Linked DNA regions of Sus scrofa: region 2 is linked to region 1. A link is a contact called in public Hi-C data. All regions are on one chromosome and are shown on one strand. Each heading gives the region's core, a stretch centred on a gene start, on an enhancer-like site or on the middle of the called end of the contact. The rest is flanking DNA. Distances are from core to core; before and after follow the strand shown. Region 1 holds the start of ITGA1 (integrin alpha-1). Region 2 overlaps ITGA1 (integrin alpha-1).

What was found. A called contact is a pair of places that touch in the nucleus more often than the background predicts.
Region 2: a Hi-C map of omental adipose tissue shows a contact between it and region 1, with 1.6 times the contacts expected there. The contact joins the enhancer-like site here to the promoter of ITGA1 in region 1. A contact is called at or near these places in 2 of 5 promoter capture datasets (both in liver), 11 of 47 Hi-C or Micro-C datasets (embryonic fibroblasts, heart right ventricle, liver and 5 more) and 1 of 2 datasets of contacts at active chromatin or transcription factors (skeletal muscle).

Annotation. Positions count from the first base shown.
Region 1 is chr16:32,127,168-32,133,636 of Sscrofa11.1, reverse strand. It overlaps ITGA1 (integrin alpha-1), which reads right to left and starts at 3,372. Exons shown (of 31, transcript XM_021076769.1): 1 at 3,249-3,372. The coding sequence starts at 3,309. It overlaps PELO (protein pelota homolog), which reads right to left and starts at 3,383. Exons shown (of 4, transcript XM_013984761.2): 1 at 3,249-3,383. The region is part of intron 1 of LOC106506482 (a long non-coding RNA gene); the gene reads left to right.
Region 2 is chr16:32,243,776-32,250,244 of Sscrofa11.1, reverse strand. It overlaps ITGA1 (integrin alpha-1), which reads right to left. Exons shown (of 31, transcript XM_021076769.1): 11 at 2,800-2,873; 12 at 1,967-2,111. Among named protein-coding and RNA genes, the nearest start is that of ITGA2, 89 kb to the left of the region's middle. Within about 2 kb of position 2,959, at least 10 of the 83 cell types and tissues checked have an H3K27ac peak or open chromatin away from gene starts, as enhancers often do. A contact at or near this core is called in omental adipose tissue, where this site is marked.

The sequences.
Region 1 (6,469 bases), core at 2,123-4,622:
AAAAGGAGGGGGTATTCATTTCCCCTGATGTCTCCCTGCTGGGCTTCAACTTTGCCACTAGCTGCATTCCTCTTCCTAGGGCCACAGCTCCTATTCAGTGGCCCCCTCTTCCATAGCCAGAGTTCATGGTCAGGCTGACAGATTGCTACCTTCCCAGACATGGGAATGGTAATGGCTTTTCTTCCCACTGTTGCTTCAAGTGCTTTCTTCCTACTATTGCTTGTTCTAGGTGTTCCACCATCTTTTGTCAATTCCTTTAAATGCTTCTGCAAATAGTCCCTTTATTTAACTTTCTTCAGTTAAACCCTTCATATGTGCCACTGGTTTTTTGCTGGGGACTTTGACATATATAACAATAAAACTTTATTTGGACTTAGAGAAGGGCATCTTTCGTGATGAATCATTTTTAAATATTGAAAAAAGCTAATACAAGACAGTTCTAAATATAAAGGGAAGTTTACTGAGATGGTTTATTGGGTAGGTGGTTCAAACCCAGCTTTGAAGACTATAGAGAGTTTGGTTGGATGGCAGGGAATGGTAAGAAAGAAGGGTGGAATGCTTTTCTAGATGCATAAAATAGTATCATATGCATAACAGCAAAATGAGCATGAGAATTATGGGGAAGGAAATATGACCAGCTATCATGGGCAGTTTAATGTTCAGAGGTTTTGGTAGGCAGAATAATAATCTATCAAATATGTTCATTTCCAAATCCCTGGAACCTGCAAATATATTGCCTTATATGGTAAAAGGAATTTGGGAGATACGATTTAATTAATGATCTTGAGATGGGAAATTATACTGGATTATCCAGGTAAGCCCAGCATTCCTAGGATTTTTATAGGAAGAAGGAAGTAGAATCAGAGTTAGAGAAGGAGATGTGATGATGAAGCAGAATCACAGGAAAAGATTTGAAGATGCTACTTTGTTGGCTTTGAGATGGAGAATGGAACCACAAGCCAAGGAATGTATGTGGCCTCTAGAAGCTGGAAAAGGCAAGGAAGTGGATTCTCCCCTAGAGCCTCCAGAAGAAAAACAACCCTGCCGACATCTTGATTTTAGTCCTGTGAGACTTCTGACCTACATAACTGTGGGTAGCAAATTTGTCTTGTTTTAAGCCAGTAAATCTGTGGCAGTTTGTTACAACAGCAATAGGAAACTGATACAGGGGTATGGGAGACAGAGGGTGCTGGATTAGGGCAGACCCTGAAAGGTCAGTTGAGAATTTTGGATTTTATCTGATGAAAGATAACAAAGAACCACCAAAGATTTTTGACTAACGACAAAGGTATAATGAAAATTATGTATTCTTAACAAGAATTAGAGGTTAGGTGCAGACTGAAGACAATAAGATGAACTCTATAGTACTGTGCATGAATGGGTGTAGTGATAAGACCCCAGATTAGTTGTGGACTCTATGAATTGATGAGAAGGTTCTAAGGAAGCTGACAACATGATGACTGACAGGGTAACCAACGAAGGAAAGGAAGAAGTCAAATTTCAGATCTCTATGTTGTACTGTGAAATGGGCATAACTATAGCACATATGAGGAACTTGTTGAATCTGAGATAACTTTAAATTATAAATTTCAATATGATTGAATAATATACATGTATAGATTGAGATATAATACATGTATACATGTACACAAAAGATAATTAAGTAACTTAGAAATATGTATGCAGTAGTTTCTGTTAAGTCCCTTCCTGGATTCAGCAAGATTTATTACCCCCAGTAATTGCAGAAAACCCACAGTATACAACTTGGGACTGTTTTAGGCATGGAAAATAAAATAGTTGAACTTAAAACACACACACACATGAAATTGTATTTTGTTTACCTCTGCTTTTTCAAGTTTCATTCTTGTCTTTTTAGAGGATATACAAACCTCATTTGATCTTTTCTACATTGGTGATAGCTTATTTGGTAAAATGAAAAAAGTACAACTTGGGTAGTTAGTAAACCACTCATATTTTGCACAACAACAACAAAAAATGCAAACAACCTCCAAAAAATTTGAGTTGGAGAGGAGTCATAGGTCAAATACGTGTAAAGAGTAATAGTGGCTGATGACAAGGTCAACCACTCACTGACTGGTAAAGCAGTTCAGAAGTTGCCAGTGTTTGGATTATTGGTCATTTCCTGAGTAGTGGGAAATGTTTAGCTCACTCTCTTTATACCACCCCACTTTTTAAAAAAGCTTTGCTTTCTAATAATCCATTTAGAAGTGATCTTCATGAAACTTAACAGTGCTTGAGCATGTATGCCAGGCTAAACCGGTGTGATCAATGCTTTTTAAAAATGGTAAAATGCTGTTAACAAGTACTAATAAACATGCTAGCATAAAGACACTGAATATTGATTGACTATTGATGATATACTAAAGCCAACCATTAATAAACCATCTTTCACACAAAGCTTTACCCCATCCACCTTCTCTTTCCTTCACCCTTGCAGCTTTCCCCCCTTAGGAGCTGGTTAATCATTTGGAAAATCTTAGAAAATGCTATGATTCAATCTATTTTTCTAAATTGAATATAACTGCATCTCTACTGTTTTTTGTCTCTGCTAAAAGATACCTATTTACGCACAACTAACAATAGTGTATCTTGCATTTAAGAAGTTAGTCTGGTCTGCGGTATTTACAAAGTAAATATTCACTATTCCTCCCTCAATTTCACTACGTTCCTTCTCCTGGGTACTAAGACAGAAACATCATTTTGGGGATAAGAGGCAACTTTGCCTTGCATTCTTCTCTTTTCTTCCTGGCAGAAAATATCTTGAATACTTGAGAGCAAGAAAAGTAATAATGCTCACTCCTGAGCAAACTGAGGATGGGAGTTTTGCATGTAAATCAGGTACTCGCTAGTTACCTCTCTCTCTCAAAAAAAAAAAAAAAAAAAAAAAAAGCCATCAGCAAAGCCCTAAAATACCAGGTATAGGGTCAAAAACAACTTTAATTTGAAAAGTCAATAACAGCTTGTAAAATTTTCAGCACGGCTTCTGCCTACGATTGGGGTGAGGGTTTTGAAACGACCTCAAAAGTAATCCATGTCGAAACCAAACGCAGACACCGCTCTCTGTACTCCAACCTGCCCAGACTACTGGATCGCCCGCGAGTAGATCTGCGCTCCCTTCTTCCCTCTGCGCCGGCCCTCTGCTTGCCTCCCTCCCTGTTTTAAGCCCCGAGGCGCGATTCCCGAACCCTGCGCGTAGGAGATGCTCAGAGAAAAGCAGGGTCGCTCACCGGTGAGGAGCCAGCAGCTGGCGACAGCGACCCCTGGGCTGGCGCGGCGCCGGGGGGCCATGGCCGGAGCGGTCGCAGCCCCTGGGGGACCCGGGGACGCACTGGATCGGAGGGAAGGGCTCGGTGAAACCGCGCTCGGGATCCGCGTTGCTCTGGGTCACTCCGCGAGACGCCACAGGTCTCAGTCGCTGGCCCTGTTGGCCCCGGAGCCCGGGAGGAGCAAAGTGATTTCCTGTGTTTTCGACCAGTGCCTCTAAATCCACTCCACGCTTTTCAGCAGGATTGCCACATCTCCCGCCCCTTTGCGCTCTCGGGCTCTGAAATCTCTCTGGCAGCCTCCCAGGCTCTGTCCGAGACATGGACAAATAAAGCCAGCTTCGCGGGTCCGTGTTTAGGCTAAAGTCCACGAGCTGCGAGGCAAACCTTAAAGGGACATCTGCCTTTCATTGAGAGGGTGATCTCCGCTCCCCGTGCCAACTCCCTAAGGTGGTAGGAAGAGGCGGGTGAGGGCCGGACCTTCGGGAGGGTGTCGCCAGCCTGGTGGCTCCGCCTTCGCACCCTCACTTCTCCCGGGGTCTGGGCAGGAAGGGTACTTTCAAAGAGCAAGGCCCCTCGGCCCTTAAGGAGAGGCTGCTTTCCTTGGGTCCGATTGCGCAGAAACAATCTCTCAGTCTGTGAAAGCGAGCAGATGTGTTCCCCGTCCTTCTCCTGTGGACAGTTGAACTTCGCTGTCCGGTCCTCTCGCACTAAAAGGGGGTGGGGGTGCCACCCCGACACGCCCCACGGAGGCCTTGGCTTTCACTTATGGAGAGTTTGCTCCCTTTGTGGTGGTTTGTGGTCCTAGGGAGGCTTTTCTTTGGGAAGTCTATGATAAGCTAGAGGAAAGGAGAAACAAGACTAGGAGGAAAAAAGAAATGCAGAAAGATATAAATGTAAGAGGGAAGCGGGAGGGGAAGGAAGGGAGGAAAACATTCTCCTTAGAAATGGAATGTGTGTGGGCTATTTTGTTTAATCTGAATTAGGATGTTTGTACATTGGCAGTTAAATCTAATAAAGAACTTGGGGCGCTGTTTTATTTCTTGCTACAGACTTTTACAAGTAAGGGTGCATTAAGTCAGGAACATGTTACTCCCTTCTTCCTCACTCCCATCACTCGGAATTGGGAAGTTAAGTTGGCCCATCACAAATGCTGGGGCTTGGAATGCCTCCTCAGGAGACCCAGGCCAGAAGAAGCACTTGGGAGTTTGCAGTGCTTCTTTTGTCTGGTGCATTGTACATCCTTTGAGTCAAGAGCCACATCCACATGTTAGTTTCACTGAATACTGGCTATTTTTTAAGCATCCCTGTCTTAATGGTTTTGAGAATTTCAAAGAAAGGGAAGGCATGGATGAGTGGATTTGTGTTTACAGGTGGTGGAGCCATTAAATTCTATTCAACTTCATTTGATTTGATTCAGTTCGGTTCAACTACTAATTGTTTTGTTCTAGTAGGACTAGGGCTAGACAGGACAAGAGTGCCACCCAAAGGAGGACTCATTGCCTGGAGCACAACATAGGTGATACAAGCCAGAGCATCCCAGGAAAGGGCAGGGAGAAGCCCTTGAGGATGACTTATAGATTGCCAAATAGAAGATTGCAGGGGCTAAAAGTTGGAAAAGACAACATTTTAAAAGTTTAATGAAGGAGTTCCCTGGTAGCCTAGTGGTTAAGGACCGGGCATTGTCACTGCCTTGGCAAGGGTTCCATCTCTGGCCTGGGGACTTCTGTATGCCTCAGGCATGGTCAATACATAAATAAATAAGGGATTCAATAAATATAAAAAGGCCATCAAATCTCAGAATGGGAACTGTCAGCCAAATAATTCCTCTTCTAATTTACAAATTTGAAGTGATTCACTTAGTAAATATATTAAAAATCCTCTTTCCCCTGTTTACAGCTCTCATATTTTCATTTCTTAATCCTATCTTCAAAATTGCAGAAATAAATCTCTAAAAAAATTGCATTGTTTTGGGTCACAATTCAGTCCCACTAGACATTACTTGGGCTCCCTTGCCAGCATTCAGTGCTCTCTACCCCAGTTTGACTTTCCAGTCTCTTTCCCATCTTCATTAACTTGCTGTCAGTTCTGCCATACAGTGCCTTTCTTCTATTTATCTCATCTCTCTATCTATAGTCTCCCTGGTGTTTTATGCTTTCCAGTATGGCCCAAAGGGCTTTGCACAATAATCAATAAATACTGATTAATTGATTTATGCTTAGACATTTAAAAATCACCATAAATATTTCCCCCAAAACATTTATCCAGATTGCTCAGAGTTTTGAAATCCAGATAATAGTGTATGTGTGTGTGTATATGTAGATATATATATATATATTACACATTTATGCATATATAGAATTCTAGAAAATTACAATATATTTAATTAGAAAAAATGAAAAGGGAAATTGCAAAATTATATCTTATTTGAAGTAGGATTAAAACATACTTAGAATATGATCAAGGCTTAGTTACTGGGAGGTTTTTCTTTGGGGAGGTTAACAAATACTTTTTTTTTTTTTTTTTGTCTTTTTACCATTTCTGGGGCCACTCTCATGGCACATGGAGGTTCCCAGGCTAGGGGTCGAATCGGAGCTGTAGCTGCCTGCCTTCGCCAGAGCCACAGCAACGTGGGATCTGAGCCGCGTCTGCAAACTACACCACAGCTCATGGCAACGCCAGATCCTTAACCTACTGAGCAAGCCCAGGATTGAACCTGCAACCTCATGGTTCCTAGTCGATTCGTTAACCACTGTGCCACGATGGGAACTCCCACCACAGCTCTTGACAACACCGGATCCTTAACCCATTGATCGAGTCCAGGGATTGAACCCGCATCCTCATGGATCCTACTCGGGTTCGTTAGCCACCAAGCCACAAAGGGAACTCCTTTTTTTTTTTTTTTAAATACTTTGAATTTAAATATTTTTAAAATCTCCTCTAGGATTTATAATCTAATGATGATAACTACTACTATCAGTGCTGTGGTTGAAGTTAATTTTCACATGTGCTATGAATCTGTTGGCAATATTTATTGATCTTCATGTCAAATCAATGCAGATGTAGAGACAAAGCAGCTGTTGCTGCAGAATTAAATGTAGAATAAATGTTCATTTTCTGAATTTCAATACATCTAAATACAAATCAATGTCAGGAAAGATATTTTCTTAAGCAGTTTTATTCTG
Region 2 (6,469 bases), core at 1,710-4,209, 120 kb before region 1:
GCAACACAGGGTCCAAGCCTCATCTGCAACCTACACCACAGCTCACAGCAACGCCGGATCCTTAACCCACTGAGCGAGGCCAGGGATCGAACCGGCAACCTCATGGTTCCTAGTCAGATTCATTTCCACTGCACCACAATGGGAACTCCCTGTAAATACTTTCTTGATCAACACAGAATCAGGCATTTTGGCATGGAGAAATGAACTCTGGAATAAGAATCGAAAGACCTAGGTGCCTTGGCGCGGTAGAAACAAATCCGACTAGAAATCATGAAGTTACAGGTTTGATTCCTGGCCTTGCTCAGCGGGTTAAGGATCCGATGTTGCAGTGAACTGTGGTGTAGGTCACAGGTGTGGTTCGGATTTGGTGTTGCTGTGGCTCTGGCATAGGCCTGCAGTGACAACTTCAATTAGACCCCTAGCCAGGGACCCTCCATATGCCGCCAGTGTGGCCCTTAAAAGACAAAAGACCAACAACAACAACAACAACAACAAAAATCGAAAGACCTAGATTCTAGTTTAGGCTTGTCAAAGTTGGCTGTGACATATCACTATTCTTCAATTTCTTAATTTGGAAAATTAGATGTGTATCATCTGCTTTCTAAGATCTTTTAATTCTAAAACTCAAAAAGAATTTTGACACCAACTCTTTTATTGTACATCACAATCCTCCAAATATAAAAGATATGCAGTGTCCACTTTGTTTTCTAACTACTAAAGCACTAATTTTTTCAGGTTTTGTGGGGAGAGAGAGGGGTAGATGGTGATTATTTTCAGATCTGTATCCTTCAGATAATTTTTTATTGGCAATACTGGTTTGCCATTCTCTTTTGTAGTGTGTGATGCTTAGAACAATGCTTAGAATGCCTAGCTGCTGTCTGACTAGGGGAGAATGAAATAGGAGTTTTATGAGAAATAGACTAGGCTTCCATTAACGCAGCTCAACATGCCTTAAGGGAAAGCACTCACATAATACCTGCTGCTTATCACTATATTTTTAATTATCAAAACTCCTCAGTTTCCTTATTCTTCTTATCTCCTGTTCCCTTACAGCTTTAGTATGTACCCTTGAATAGGAGATCTATATATGTACCAGTAAAGATCTGCCACCTTCCTTGGAAAACAGGAAGAAACTGGGATAGAGAGAGAAAAAGACTTGCCTCTAGGACAGAAAGATCCCAGAGAGGGCTGCTAAGATGCTAAAATATGAACACAACATGGTATTTGTTTTCTTTACCACCACGTCCCCAGCACCTGGGGCAAGAGAAATGTTCCCCAAATATTTGTTGAGTGGAAACCATATCCTGAAGGTCCTTTCCATCTGAGTCCTTCCCAACTGTTTACCAAGATCAGCCAGTGATAGAAGAGTCCCCTGGTATCCCCCAGCCTGGCACAGATCCAGAATAAAGTGACACCAAACACATCTCCTCTGTCTAAGCAAGTCTTTGGAAAATTGTTACATCAGTGGGTTCAATTTATATCTGATTGTGAACAGAGGTATTAGAGAAGTCATATGAGAAAATAGATTAAAATTTTTCTTTGCAAAATTAGGACTCATAGAGAGAAACTAATGATAGAGGATATTTAAGAGAATTTGGGAGTCTGATCTTCAGGATACAGGCTGAGCCAAGGGTTCTTTTTCTACCTTTATTTCCTGTTCACTGGGTCTGAAGCACTTCCTGAAATTGAGAATACCAGACAGAAAGGGACCTCAAAAAGTGTGCAGATCAGCCCAAATTAATCCCAGTGCTAGATAGTCCTTCTGAGAAAGGCTCCCGCATGTTCTGGTATTCTGAGTAAGACTGCTTATCCAAGGCCTGGAAACTTCCATGGGTCCTGTAAAACATCTAACTTTTAGAAGTGATCTCTCTCAAACCATTTTAGGTACACCTATGTAAATATAAGCAAATAATTCAAAAAAGAAAAAACCCAAAGCAACTTTCTATTATTTACATCCAAACTTTACCTAAATAAGAAGCAAGAGGTTCATTCTTTTTGGTAGACTCGACATTAAAGGTCTTGTTTGGGGGAATTTTGATTTGATTAGCCTTCTGCATGACGACTGTTCCATTCCAATCATAGGCTCCTACTGCTCCGAGCATGACCCAGTCCTTAGAGCCAAATAGAGAAACAATGATATTTAACAAAAAAATGGTTAAGAGCAAACACTTACGTGTTTTAACAATGTGACAGGTACTGTTCAAAGTGCTTTACATCTAATAACTCATAAAATCATCACAATAACACTTTGGGCTGGATGCCACTATCACCACTCTCATTTTACAGAAGAGGAAACCAGGGCCAGGTGACTGAATTGCCCTAGTTTATACAGCACAAATGCACAATGAGCTGTCAATATTCCTGTGCAGGGACCACAGTACATTTTCTTCCATCAACTACAAAGGATATATTCTCTAATCTGTTTTCTGTTTTATTGCTGCCAGGAATCCTGGGCCTCGAACACAGGATTCTAGCAAGACCCTTGAATATCTCGATACTGGGAAAAAGATACATTTCTCTGGCAAATGTGATAAATTATGTATTTTATTTAGCTAGATGTATAATCACACAAGCAGACCTCAAACTGTCTGATTCACAATTATTAGTACAATGCAGTGAGCTGTATGAAATAACATGTTTTCCTAATAAGAAGCCTGTGAAATGCTGTTTCCTATTTGGGTCTGAATAAGTGTTCATGCCATGAACTGCAAGTTGCACCTGTAATGCTGATGTCTGGGTGCTGGTTTGGGGAAAAGAAACCTTCAAAAAAAGATGCTTTCTACCCGGTGGCCAACGTACCTGTGAATAATGAGCGCTGAAGCCCATCTGAGACATTTCCATCTCAAAAGAAGCTGCCGACTGGTCAGCTGTAGCTGTAACATAGGAGAGGGATTGCCTTTAGTACACTGCTGATTTGCAGAAGTCGGAGACCTAGTACAGTCTGTGGTCTCGCCAACCAGAACTCGTAGCATCTTTGGGGTATTTTTCAGCCACGCATTTCTCCCCTCTACCCCAGATTCCTAGGTAGGGCTGGGTTGAGGACAGAGAAGGCTATCCTGAGAGCTGTGTCTCCTATTTGTGTCTGTTAGCTTCCCCGCCCTTGCTGGAGGAGCTGAGAGATCCCTATTCCTGCTTCTGTTCTTACGCCCTCGTGTGCTTTCCAGTCCTATGGTGCTTTAGATCCACCCCCACTGAAAGCTCTGGGCCTCACCCTCAGGCCCTGGGAATCCTCCTGAGACTTTAGGCTAAACTTACCTGATATGTCACAGGGCTAATGACATTTGATTCATGTATTTAAAGAGGTTTCTTGTGTCTACCAGCCTCATCTGTATTTCCTGCTGTCTATCATCTCAAAATCCCATTGTTTGATAAAGGGTTTAGGGATCCCGGGTTTGTATTTGCTCTGATTTCTGGCTGTGGGTGTCACACACAGATTGGGAGTGGACTTCCCGACAGGGCTCCAGGCTTTCATGCCATTCAACCACATTTTTTTTTTTTTTTTGGAAGCTCCTGTATTCAATTTAAAGCTCTTACTGAAACACAGAGATAATCCAGAACATTCTGTGAGGGTGTGCTACTCTCAAAATATTCGCCAACTCCAAGCCACAGCCTCCTAAGGGGATTAAGAGAATGTTGATTTATTTGCTTTCATAAGGGAGTTACTGATTTATTTGGCCTTGCCGACAAGTTAAAAATAGTGCATAATTTTTAAAAAGTCAATCTACTGTTTCACTGAGGCATGAGAAGAATCAAATTTGTGAAATCAAACTTATTCACTAGTTATTTACCTGCATCAATTTGTTAAAAAATACAACAGGACTAGATTAAATGCAGAAGTTAATCAAGAATTCAACTATATCATTTTAATTTCACATACAAATTGTCCTCTAATTTAAATGGATGAGATGCAGTTTATTTTGAACATTTATTTTAGGCCCATGATGGTTTAAGGTGCTTTTTTATTTATTTCTGCAAGATCAGTGATAAGAATGCAATAGTAGAGACATATCTATTTCTAGCACCTTCCTCTGCTGCCGTTCTGTTTACAACTGAGAACAGAGAGAGGGAAGCTCTGTGTAGTCCTGCCTGCTGACTCTGCACTGTGGTAAAGCAGTTGTATATCTTGTTGCTGGCTCCTCCCTCGATTTGTTTGTGGGTGTTGCCGTAACTGCTGTGGCCTCTGATTAGGAATTTCAGCATTTCTCCCAGTGCTTGATGGGAAAGGGAGACATTGGATCATTTTCTGATTTTATTGGGCAAATAGCTGGTCGCCTCGCCTCACTAGGTGGCACTGTCCTTCAGCAAACACAATTTTCACAATTGCTGCTATTTACCACCTCAAGAGAAAGGGGGATTGGAAATGGAGATTCCCCAAGTATCAAGGAAGGCAAGCCCTTTTGGAACTCATTATGAAAAAAGTCAGAAATAGGCTAATAAAAATACTGCTCTTGGTTAGCCCTGAAAGAGCAGAAATGAAGATCTGGGAGATAGATACATTTTTTTAATGACTTCACCTGTGGCATACAGAAGTTCCCAGGTCGGGGATTGAATCCAAACCCCAACTGCGACCTACGCTGAAACCGCAGCAACACCAGATCCTTTCGCCCAATGTACTGGGCCAGGGATTGAATCTGCATCTCTGCACAGACCTGAGTTGCTGCAGTCAGATTCTTAACCCACTGTGCCACAGTAGAAACTCCTGGGAAGCATTTTTAATCTGTGGAGCTCCTTATTAAATAATTTTGTTTTTAGGAGATTTCTTAGAGCACGCAGGTGCTCCAAAGTATAGCCTTTAACTAGCGGTGTGGTTAGGTTAGAAAGAATCTGAAAATGTCATTTAAGGCACATTGGTCACTCCTCCACCCAGTAGCTGATATAGGCTTAATTTCTACACGTCTTAGCTTATATTTACTTGCTTATTTAAGATAAGATATAGAAATAAGACTGTATTATGTTTAACTAATACCATTTTAACTAAATCATTTTTCTTTTAAATGATTTTTACTGATTGTTTCTGTCATATCTGGTACATATGATTAAAAATTAAAAGTGCGGGAGTTCCCGTCGTGGCGCAGTGGTTAACGAATCCGACTAGGAACCATGAGGTTGCGGGTTCAGTCCCTGCCCTTGCTCAGTGGTTAACGATCCGGCGTTGCCGTGAGCTGTGGTGTAGGTTGCAGACGCGGCTCGGATCCGCGTTGCTGTGGCTCTGGCGTAGGCTGGCGGCTACAGCTCCGACTCGACCCCTAGCCTGGGAACCTCCATATGCCGCGGGAGCGGCCCAAGAAATAGCAACAATAACAACAACAACAACAACAACAAAGACAAAAGACAAAAAAAAAAAAAAAAAATTAAAAGTGCGGTGGACTTGGAAAACCTAATATACTTCAAGGCCAGCTAAGCTCATGATCTGGCCTATTAGTAAAGGACACTAGGATAGCTGTCGTGACATGAAGCCCACTTAAAAGTGATTTATACGCAGAACACAGGACAGCTAAGTGCTTTAGAAGCAGCTGTGACTTCAGACTGACAGATAAGGTGGGTGTACTGTTTCTGAAGGCACAGGGGAGAAGGAGCTGGGGCAAAAGGAAACCAGAATACTTGTGTCTGGAGATCACCATCATCTCGAAAACAAACTTCCTACCTGATGGTTGTGGTCTAGTTATGAAATCAACAGGGTGAGTCATATCCAGCATTTTTTTTTTTAATTGAAAGAGAATAGAGTAGAATGGAAGTGATGGGAAACTATCAGAGTGCATTGGATATAGTAAGGGTTTTGGGGGGAAATTTTGTTATTTTTATATGTCTACGTGCACTGGATTACAAAGCAAAATGTATTTATTTTCATGAGTCACTGCCAAAAAGTTTGAAAGCCACTACTCTAAATCATTTTCTTTCATTTTTATACTTTTTAATATTCTCTGTCAGTCACTTTCCCCAGTCATTTTATGCTTAATTAAAATGGTTGACCTTTTTTCACTTATGTCTCTTTTCCATTTTTATCATTCTATTTTCCATTATCGGATCATATCAGGGAGACTGAGAAGGAGCTTATAAATGTCTATGTTTAAGATGAAAAACAATAGTCCTTGGTGTGTCCTGCCCTCATAAGGACAGAGTCGACTGGATGTGGACAGAGCTTAAGAGAAGAACTGTTTGATGGTTTCTCATCCTAGGGTGAGGGAAAAAGGCATGCCCTCAGAGTCTCCAGATGATCAGAGAATGTCAAAGAAAAGCCTTTTTTCACTTTGCCTTGTATAACTATTCTGAAGACTTCTTTTTTTTTCAGTGAAGATCTAGTCCCAAGGTCATTTGTTCCTTGACATCTTCTACCTAAGGCAAAGGAGGGAATGGCCATGGCTCATGATCCCCAGCAGCCAGTGGCTATTGAAAAAGTCAAAGAAAAAATTTAACATGACTTAGACAAATGTAGTGAACCAATGTTTTGCTGCCATGGGTCTTGCGGCAG